Linked DNA regions of Pan troglodytes: all the other regions are linked to region 2. A link is a contact called in public Hi-C data. All regions are on one chromosome and are shown on one strand. Each heading gives the region's core, a stretch centred on a gene start, on an enhancer-like site or on the middle of the called end of the contact. The rest is flanking DNA. Distances are from core to core; before and after follow the strand shown. Region 1 overlaps SLC7A1 (solute carrier family 7 member 1). Region 2 holds the start of UBL3 (ubiquitin like 3). Region 3 has its middle 190 kb from the start of KATNAL1.

What was found. A called contact is a pair of places that touch in the nucleus more often than the background predicts.
Region 1: a contact with region 2 is called in a Hi-C map of stem cell-derived neural progenitor cells, with 3 times the contacts expected there. The contact joins the enhancer-like site here to the promoter of UBL3 in region 2. A contact is called at or near these places in 1 of 7 Hi-C or Micro-C datasets (stem cell-derived neural progenitor cells) and 1 of 1 datasets of contacts at active chromatin or transcription factors (stem cell-derived excitatory neurons).
Region 3: a Hi-C map of stem cell-derived neural progenitor cells shows a contact between it and region 2, with 5 times the contacts expected there. The contact joins the enhancer-like site here to the promoter of UBL3 in region 2. A contact is called at or near these places in 2 of 7 Hi-C or Micro-C datasets (blood and stem cell-derived neural progenitor cells) and 1 of 1 datasets of contacts at active chromatin or transcription factors (stem cell-derived excitatory neurons).

Annotation. Positions count from the first base shown.
Region 1 is chr14:28,691,600-28,694,299 of NHGRI_mPanTro3-v2.0_pri, forward strand. SLC7A1 (solute carrier family 7 member 1) reads right to left here. Exons shown (of 13, transcript XM_009426802.4): 9 at 29-131. Among named protein-coding and RNA genes, the nearest start is that of SLC7A1, 75 kb to the right of the region's middle. Within about 2 kb of position 1,417, at least 3 of the 24 cell types and tissues checked have an H3K27ac peak or open chromatin away from gene starts, as enhancers often do. A contact at or near this core is called in stem cell-derived neural progenitor cells, where this site is marked.
Region 2 is chr14:29,020,572-29,023,271 of NHGRI_mPanTro3-v2.0_pri, forward strand. It overlaps UBL3 (ubiquitin like 3), which reads right to left and starts at 1,382. Exons shown (of 5, transcript XM_001139173.8): 1 at 173-1,382. The coding sequence starts at 199.
Region 3 is chr14:29,284,280-29,286,979 of NHGRI_mPanTro3-v2.0_pri, forward strand. No RefSeq gene overlaps it. Among named protein-coding and RNA genes, the nearest start is that of KATNAL1, 190 kb to the right of the region's middle. Within about 2 kb of position 1,427, at least 16 of the 24 cell types and tissues checked have an H3K27ac peak or open chromatin away from gene starts, as enhancers often do. A contact at or near this core is called in stem cell-derived neural progenitor cells, where this site is marked.

The DNA.
Region 1 (2,700 bases), core at 167-2,666, 330 kb before region 2:
TCATGAGACCCCCAAAAGCCATACATACCGTAAGACCAACACACAGGCAGCCACCAACGAGTAAGCCAGGAGAGTGCCAATGGACATGAGGTCCACCAAGTCCTTCAGGTCAAACAGGAAGGCCATCACAGCTGGGAAGAGACAGACACCAGGATCTGTGGAGGGCCATCTGCATGCAATGACAACCAGGACCACCACTGCCGCCCACCATCCGGGGCAGCGAAGGGGGCTGCTTTTACTCCCACCCCCTCCCTGGCCTTCCCATGGAAAGACACAGCTTAAAGGGAAGTCAAGCTTCCCTTTAAGCTTGTGATTAAATCACAGACACAGTCCTCAACAGACAGTAATCATCATTAACATTTGTATAGAGAATCCCTTCATTCTTGTGATTTTAATGGCAACTTTGTAAGCCATCCCTACATTATAGATGTAAACATTCACAAAGGTTAGGAGACTCATCTAAGGTCACACAGTTCATAAGCATAGGGTGTAAGGATGTGAACTGGGTTCTTATGACTCTGAGTCCTGTGTGTCTTCCTCTAGACCATGCTGATTCACAGACTCATGTGCATCCATCCATCATCCATCCTATCGATCCCTCCATTCTCCATCAATCCATCTGTCCACCTATCTTCCATTCATCCACTCACCATCCATCCATCAATCCATCTCATCCATCTGCCCATCTCCCATCCATCTCATCCATCTATGTATCCATCCAATCCACCCATCCATCCATTCAGCATCTATCCATCTACCCATCTTCCACCCATCCAGCTCCGGTCAGAGTGTGCCCATCACTGGGTTCTAGGTACTCACTATTGAACAGGGCAGACCACAGTCCCCAGCCTTCCTGAGTGTACCCCACCAAGACACAGGCATTAGTGGACAACAGTGCTGGGTGATAAAGAAGGGCAAGTCTGGTGCTCTGGGAGGACTCACAGGACGTCCTAACCCAGGCAGGCGGGCAGGAAAGCAGAGTTCTTCACATGTGAAGTCACTTCACGTGGAAGAAATCTGAAGAGTTGTTCTCAAACAATATAGTATCAGCCCCTTCACTGTGTCCCTTGCCTTTAAAATGAATTAAAACCTGCACCCTTATTTGAACATCTTTTGTGAGCGTTGTGAGAGTATACGTGTCTATTCACGTGGGTGTGTATGTCAAGTACTCATTAAAAAACAACTTGGCTACATCTGCTTTGGGATATTTTCAAAACACATGCAATCAACACAAGCTAAAATATAAACACAAAGCCATTATTTTTCCACAAATATCTCTCAAGCCCCTCTAGATCACTGCAACTAAAACAAATTTAAATGGAGAATAAAACACAAAATTAAAGAGCAATGAGGGAGGGCCTTTTGGATAATCAGAACAGCGCCCAACTGTGCATGCCACAAATGCCGATGTTCCTACTCACGGGAAACTTGAGACTAATTTCTTCCATGTGAGGTGATTTTAGAAAACCAAATACTTATTTACCACTCCCACCAAATGAAAAGGGTAAATCCTGGATTTTGTGAATGGCATGTACTTTACAGTCACTTCAAAGAGCATGATTTGATCTCCCTCTATCAGCAGGGGAAGGAAATTAAGGCCAGTCTTTAATATGATCAAATTCCACGTAAAGCCTGAGAAAACAATGACTATTTCCAAATCCTTAATCCTGTAAATATACTGGTCACATTCTGATGTATAGTGCCTCTCAATCTGACCACTGTGGTCACTCTCAAGAGTATAGAATCACATAAGAAAATGTTTCATAATTTAAAAATAGGTGTGTTTTATCATACAATATTAATCCACAAAACTAAGCACAGTTTGCTAAAGGCATAAATGCTAATAAAACTTAGTGAATAATTCATTCATTTAAGAAGGTCAAGTGCCTTACCAATGGCTATTTGACAAGTCGCTGTGTTAGAAACTGTGACTGATCTCACATGCCCTAATTTGCCAAAAAGACCCACTGCTCTGCTCAGACTCTGGAAGGAGCTTGGCTACTTTGGCATAAAAACAACCCTGGAATCACAAGGCCGCTCCACTGCCCTGGGTGCACATCCTCGCTTCACCTCCCTGGGCCTCCACTTCTACATCTGTACAGTGGGCTGACGTCTGCCTTTTGGGGCTACAAAATGCAATTGCGAAAGGGGCGGGCGTCTACCTCTCGGGGCTATGAAATGCAATCGCGAAAGGAGGAGACACAGACCACAGGTACAGTGTGCACACGAGCTTCCTTTTAGGTTCTCCTTTCCTTCATCTGGGGCCCTGGAACACCTACACGGCTCAGATTAGTCCACTGATTTCATCTATCAAAATGGTCCTCTCGGCGATGACGCTCATCTGACAAGATGAAACTCCACTGGGTCTGCTATTACGTATAAACTTAGGGGCAAGTGGCTTCATCAGCAGCACCCTTGATACTCTCTGGGGAAGAGGCAGCACATTTCATAAAACACTGATCATAAGGGACACTTGTTTTCCAGAGAATTCAGAAATGGACGCCAAATTTCCAGGTACTGGCGAGGTCTCCCTTGGCCTGTGTCATGCAGGAAGGTGTCAGCCTGCCCTTGACTACTCAGGGAAACGTCCAGAAATGGGGAGAAAAGGTTTTCGAATACTGTGTGTTCTAAGCTCCGCCCATTGAGATGAAAACCAGAGTGCAAACTGTTCAAAAATTCTCTCCCATCCTCTGTCAAACG
Region 2 (2,700 bases), core at 132-2,631:
AAGCAGTACTTCCTAAAAGGGGGAAACCAGAAGCTCCAACTTCTCCAAATCGCTCAGCACAGTGGCTTTTCGACAGTCCCCAGCAAATCTTCGCCCCACGCCTGCCGTCTTTCCGATTAAATAAGATTGGAAACCACAATTAAATCAGTGTCATAACTTATCCGTCACTTACCATATCCGCCGGGACATTACTGGACATCTTGCCGTTTGATATACACCCAGATGTTTACGAAAAAAAAACAAAGAAAAAAGAGCAGAAGTCTTCACGTTACAGAAATAAACCACGATTTTGACTGGTTCGTGATGTGCTTTCTCCCCCAAAAATAAAGTTATTTTGGAGCCAAAGTGCCGGTCAGGCCGAGGTTCTGGTTCGAAGAGGAACAATCCCCAGGAGCTGTGTGGCCGGAGCAGGAAGAAACTCCCGGGACAGCAGAGGCAGCCCCCGTCGTCGTCGTCGTCGTCAGCAGCAGCAGCAGCAGCCCCAGGACCGGCCGCGCCAGGTGGACCGAGCCGAGTGACACACGGACATGGAGAGGGGTGGGAGGGGGTTAAATGCGCCTTCCTCCTTTCCCAGCCCCGGCAATGATTCACACTTGCTCCCGAGTCAAGTCCTCATTAAGCAGGAGGAAAATGCCCCAGCGTGGATGTACACAGATAACTATGTAGCTACACATCGACGCGTGAGCCTTGAGTGGCGGCCGAGCGGTGGCCGGACGCTGGCCGCGGACCCTGCAGAGCCGCTCTCGGAGCGCCCGCGCGGACAGCGCGGGGAAACGGCTCAACTCGCGCCGCGGGGGCGAAGAGCCGGGCCGCGGAAACCCGCGCTCAAGGGCATTTAACTAGTTGGAAGCCAAAGCGAAAGACCGGAGCGGGGGACCGACAGCGCGGGGGTGCTCGGGGCCGGCCGGGACACTCCACAGCCCCTCTGGGCTCAGGCCGCGGGCGCCTCCGGACAGCAGCTGGGGTCGGGGTGCATCGTCTCCGGCTCCTCACCGCTCCTCTTCTGCCTCCGCCTTCCCCGCCGCCGCCTCCCCGGTCTCCGCCTTCCCTTCCCCTCCCCTCCCCGGCCTCGCGAGCTCCGGGCGACGCCGACTTCGGCTGGTCCCCGGAAGAGGCCGGGTCCTCCTTCTCCTCAGCCCGGGAATGGTTTCCTCTCAGAGCTTTGTTTCTCCTCCTCCTCCTTCACTTTTCAGTCCCACACGCCGCGGCCGCCTCCTGTCATCGCCTCTCAAACCAACATGGCGGCAGCGGCGGCGGCTGCCTGAGTGCGACTAAGGGAAACGGGGAGAGCCCGGACCCCCCCTCGCAGCAGCCGCCGCCCCCGTCCTCGTCCTCCCTCCGCGGACACCAAGTGCGTCACCACGGAGACCATTCCCTCGAGCATCACGGGAAGTGTAGTCTTCGAGGGTTGGTGGGGGGAGGGAGCCGCCGAACGCCTCCTCACCCAGCTCCGAAGCCACGCCCCCCATAGCAACAGTTGCGAGGAAAGGAAAGCTCCCTTTCCCTTGATTTGGACAAGCTGCTGCCCAGGAGTTAAGTGATACCTGCTACCAGGAGTGCTGTGATCATGAGAATTGTTGGGAGAAAATAATTCTGCATAGAGAAATTCCCTTATGCACGATATGCACACAGAGCTAAAATATGCTGTACCTCCAAGCAGAATCATTCATTTTAATTACAGCACATTCTCCACATCCTGCAATCTCAATGCATTTTGTAGAGTGATTTCATCTAGGTCTCCTCAACATTACATTTTGAAGAACAAAAGCAATCATTGATTTCCAATAAGGTCACATAAGTTCAACAGGAACAAGGATCTCATTAAGCAGTGAGAATATTTGAACATGTGTTTCCTTGAAGACCCAGGGCAATAAAGCTACAATCTACTTAACTGAAATTACCAAAACTGTATTACATACAACAGTGTTATTATATCAAATCTGTATCAGGAAATAGCTACTACAAACTTCATGGGGATTCACCAGTTTACCCATCTGGACCCTAAATTCTATTCTATGTAACTCATAATGTAATTGAAAACCTATATGCCTTGCAGTGATTAGCAAATAGGAGAAAATAATGCCATTGTTGAGACACCATTCAGATGGACATTTGTGATTCTGCATTTTGTTCCTAAATCTGAGGTCAACATCTGAATCCCTATTCATATCTCTCTTAGTCCTTTGACAGAGTACTTTAGAATGGGCAGTCTCAATATGATGCCTATATATAAATGCCAACGAATTTAGAGTCTGAAAGCCACCTCTCCAACCTACAGCTGTGTGACCTCATCTGTAAAATGGTCTTGCCTACCTTCCGGGGTAAAGTAGGGGTAGTTATGAGGATGAGTTCATGCATGGGAAATAAATCACTTTGTAAATAATAATGCATCATTTGATATGAAATGTCACTACTCATTCTCTCATTCAGCAAACAAATGTGCCAGGCACTCTGCTAGGCACTAGGAGTTTAAAAATGAGTCACTGTAGCGAACAGCAGCATCATGTGGCAGAAATGCCAAGGTCTTGGGTTGGCAATGGGGGTTATTACATCCTTGTCTATAGGGCTGTTGAAAAGGGGCAGAATCCAGTCACTGTCCTCAGGGAGCTCATTGTCTAGAAGCCTACGTGATTCCCCACAGCAATCTCTCCAGTTGGGTTTCTCATCAGATGGAAACCCACAGGACATTTAGAGTACCTG
Region 3 (2,700 bases), core at 177-2,676, 260 kb after region 2:
AGGAGAAAAAAAAAAAAATTGGCCTCAATGATAGATATTTTTCAAAAGTGGTTGAGCAATAAAGACTTCCCATTTATTGGATTTCACACATGATTTTGCTTGAGCCAAACCAAAGACTCATGACTCCTAAAAAACAATGAATAGACAGAGTACAGAGTGCTTGGGCATTTTTCTCAGGGCTCTCTGTTCTTAGGAAAGATGTTTATGTGCAAAAATAAAAACCTGACTGATTTACATACGGAATAGGAACACACATTTTTCAAGGTGTGGTATCTTACAAGTAACATTTATTTGGACCTCTCTTAGGGCTGAATTTTACCCCTCTCCCCACCCCCCCCCAAAAAATCCTGTTGCCGTCTAGTGCCTCAGAATGTAACTGTATTTGGAGATAAGAGCTTTACAGAGTTAATTAAGTTAAGATGAGGTCTTAGAGTAGGCCCTAATCCCATCTGACTGGTGTCCTCATACAAAGAGGAAATCTGGACATAGACAAGTGCATGCACAGAGGAAAACCCATGTGAGCACACAGCAAAAGGCAGCCAAGGAGGCCCTGGAGAAACACGCCCGGACTACATCTTTATCTCGGACGTCCAGCCTCCAGAACAGTGAGAACATCTATGTCTGTTGTCTAAGCCACCCAGTCTATGATATTATACTATGCCTAGCAAACTGATATACCCCCAAACTCCCCCACCCCCTAAACTGGGCAAATGTTAGGTGACTTTGATGCTGAGAGTGCCTGAAGCAAACTCTTTATCTGCTCTTTTTATACACAAGGACTCTTGAACCACTCTTGAACCCGGAAGTCTCTGGCAATGGCTTGGGGATCCCACTTTGCCTACTCCTCGCCCCCGTCAATAGGGGAGTTGTTATCTCTTAAACCACTCCGGGAACCTCTCCTCTCTGGGTGGAGGTTAAGGGGACTCAGTCGGGGAGTTAAGTGACAAGGGTGCCTCTGGCAGAGCCTAGGTGTGTAAGCTTTGGCAAATGACCAGGCCTCGCTGAGCCCTGATTTTGTCCTCTGTAAAATGAGAGTGATCGGATTCCTTGGAGCACGAAATGCCTTCAATGTGAGGCTTAGCACGGGTCTGGCTCATAGTAACTGCTCTCACGCTCCACTAGCCACTCCTTAGCAGGAACGTGGGCACGAGAATTCCCAAACTTCCTCGAGTCAGTGTTCAGAACCCCGCCCTCCCTTTATCTTCAAAGGAGAAGGGAGAGCAGTGGGTTACAAGGGTCAGCTTTTAAATACCCCTGCTCTCCCTTGACCACAGACCCTGGGGAGTTTCCCCAGCTAAAAACGAAGTTTAGAAAATTGCTTGCAATGACCCGTGATTTCAAGGGCCCCAGTGAATGACAGATCTATTGAGGATAGGGCCCCCTGGCTGGAAATTTAGAAACATTTTGTTTTTGTAAGAGGAAAAAAAGGGCAGAGAGGCACGAGGGCTGCAGGGGATGGCTCTGGAAGGACACTGCAGCGAGGCTGCCAGACTCCTTGGAACCGCAGCGCCGACGCAGCCATTTCCCAGGGAGATCAATCCTCTGGCAGGTCCATTTCCTCCGCCGCGCGGGCGGCTGCGGGAGGCGGCGGCGGCGGGGGTGGCGGGAGCCATTAGTGACTCTGTGACCCCGTTCACCGAGCGCGTCCCCGCCCAGGTGCTCGCTGCCCGGCGCCGCGCCGTCCACCCCCGGCCGGGGCAGGTCGCGGGGCCCAAGCTGGTTCAAGCCCCCGTCGCTCGTCGCCTGGCTCTGCGCCAGGCCCCGTGCCCCTGGCTGCAGGCCGGCACCCCGCGAGCCGCAGCGCCCAGGCAGGCGAGCGCCGCTGCAACCTGCAAGCCTGAGTCAGCTCGCGGCGCGTGAGGCGCGCGCACTGCGTCCCCGCGCAGCCGTCGCAGCCAGGTGCTGGCCCGGAGCGCTGCGTCCCCAGACAGAAACCACGGCTCCCCCTGGCGGACACCGGTTCCCCAGCGCTGGGCTTTCCCCTTCAGTAGTTTAGGGGTAGTTTTCAGCTAAAGAAAACAGTGGACGCATTTTCCCATCAGAGGGCTTGGTGGCAGGATTCCCACAGGCTTAAGGAATGAAAGAAAGGAGATGCGATAGAAAGGAAGAATGGTAAGTAAGGCCCGGAAAGTGCAGGCAGAGAATGTTATGCACCTGCATGTCGTGAACCCAATGGCAACGAAACACTTACTTGTCTGCGGGGCAAATATAGCCGCGTTGGCTCTTTCTCCTGGAACCACGGATACTTTGGCAAGGAATGAATGAGTTATAAATGCAACGTTTTCTTAAATATATTAAATACATAACACTGACCTTCACAAAGGCTTTTATCTGGAATAAGGAATGAATAAGTAGGGTAATGAATAAGAAAGTTAAATTAAAGCACCATAGAACACAGTTTGAGTAACTTTAAAAATGTTTATTTACTTAATTTAATGAAAACAAATGATAAGTAAAATGTCTTCATATGAACATCTGAAAAAGCTTATAACTCTAAATGGCAATCCTAATCCAGCTGCTATAGTCAGGCTGCTATAGCAAAATGCCCTAGACTGGTAGCTTATAAACAATAGAAACTGATTTCTCACAGTTCTTGGGGCTGGGAAGTCCCAGATCAAGGCGCCAGCTGATTCAGTGTCTGGGGAAAGCCTGCTCTCTGGTTCATAGATGGTGCCTCCTAGCTGTGTCCTTACCTGGGAG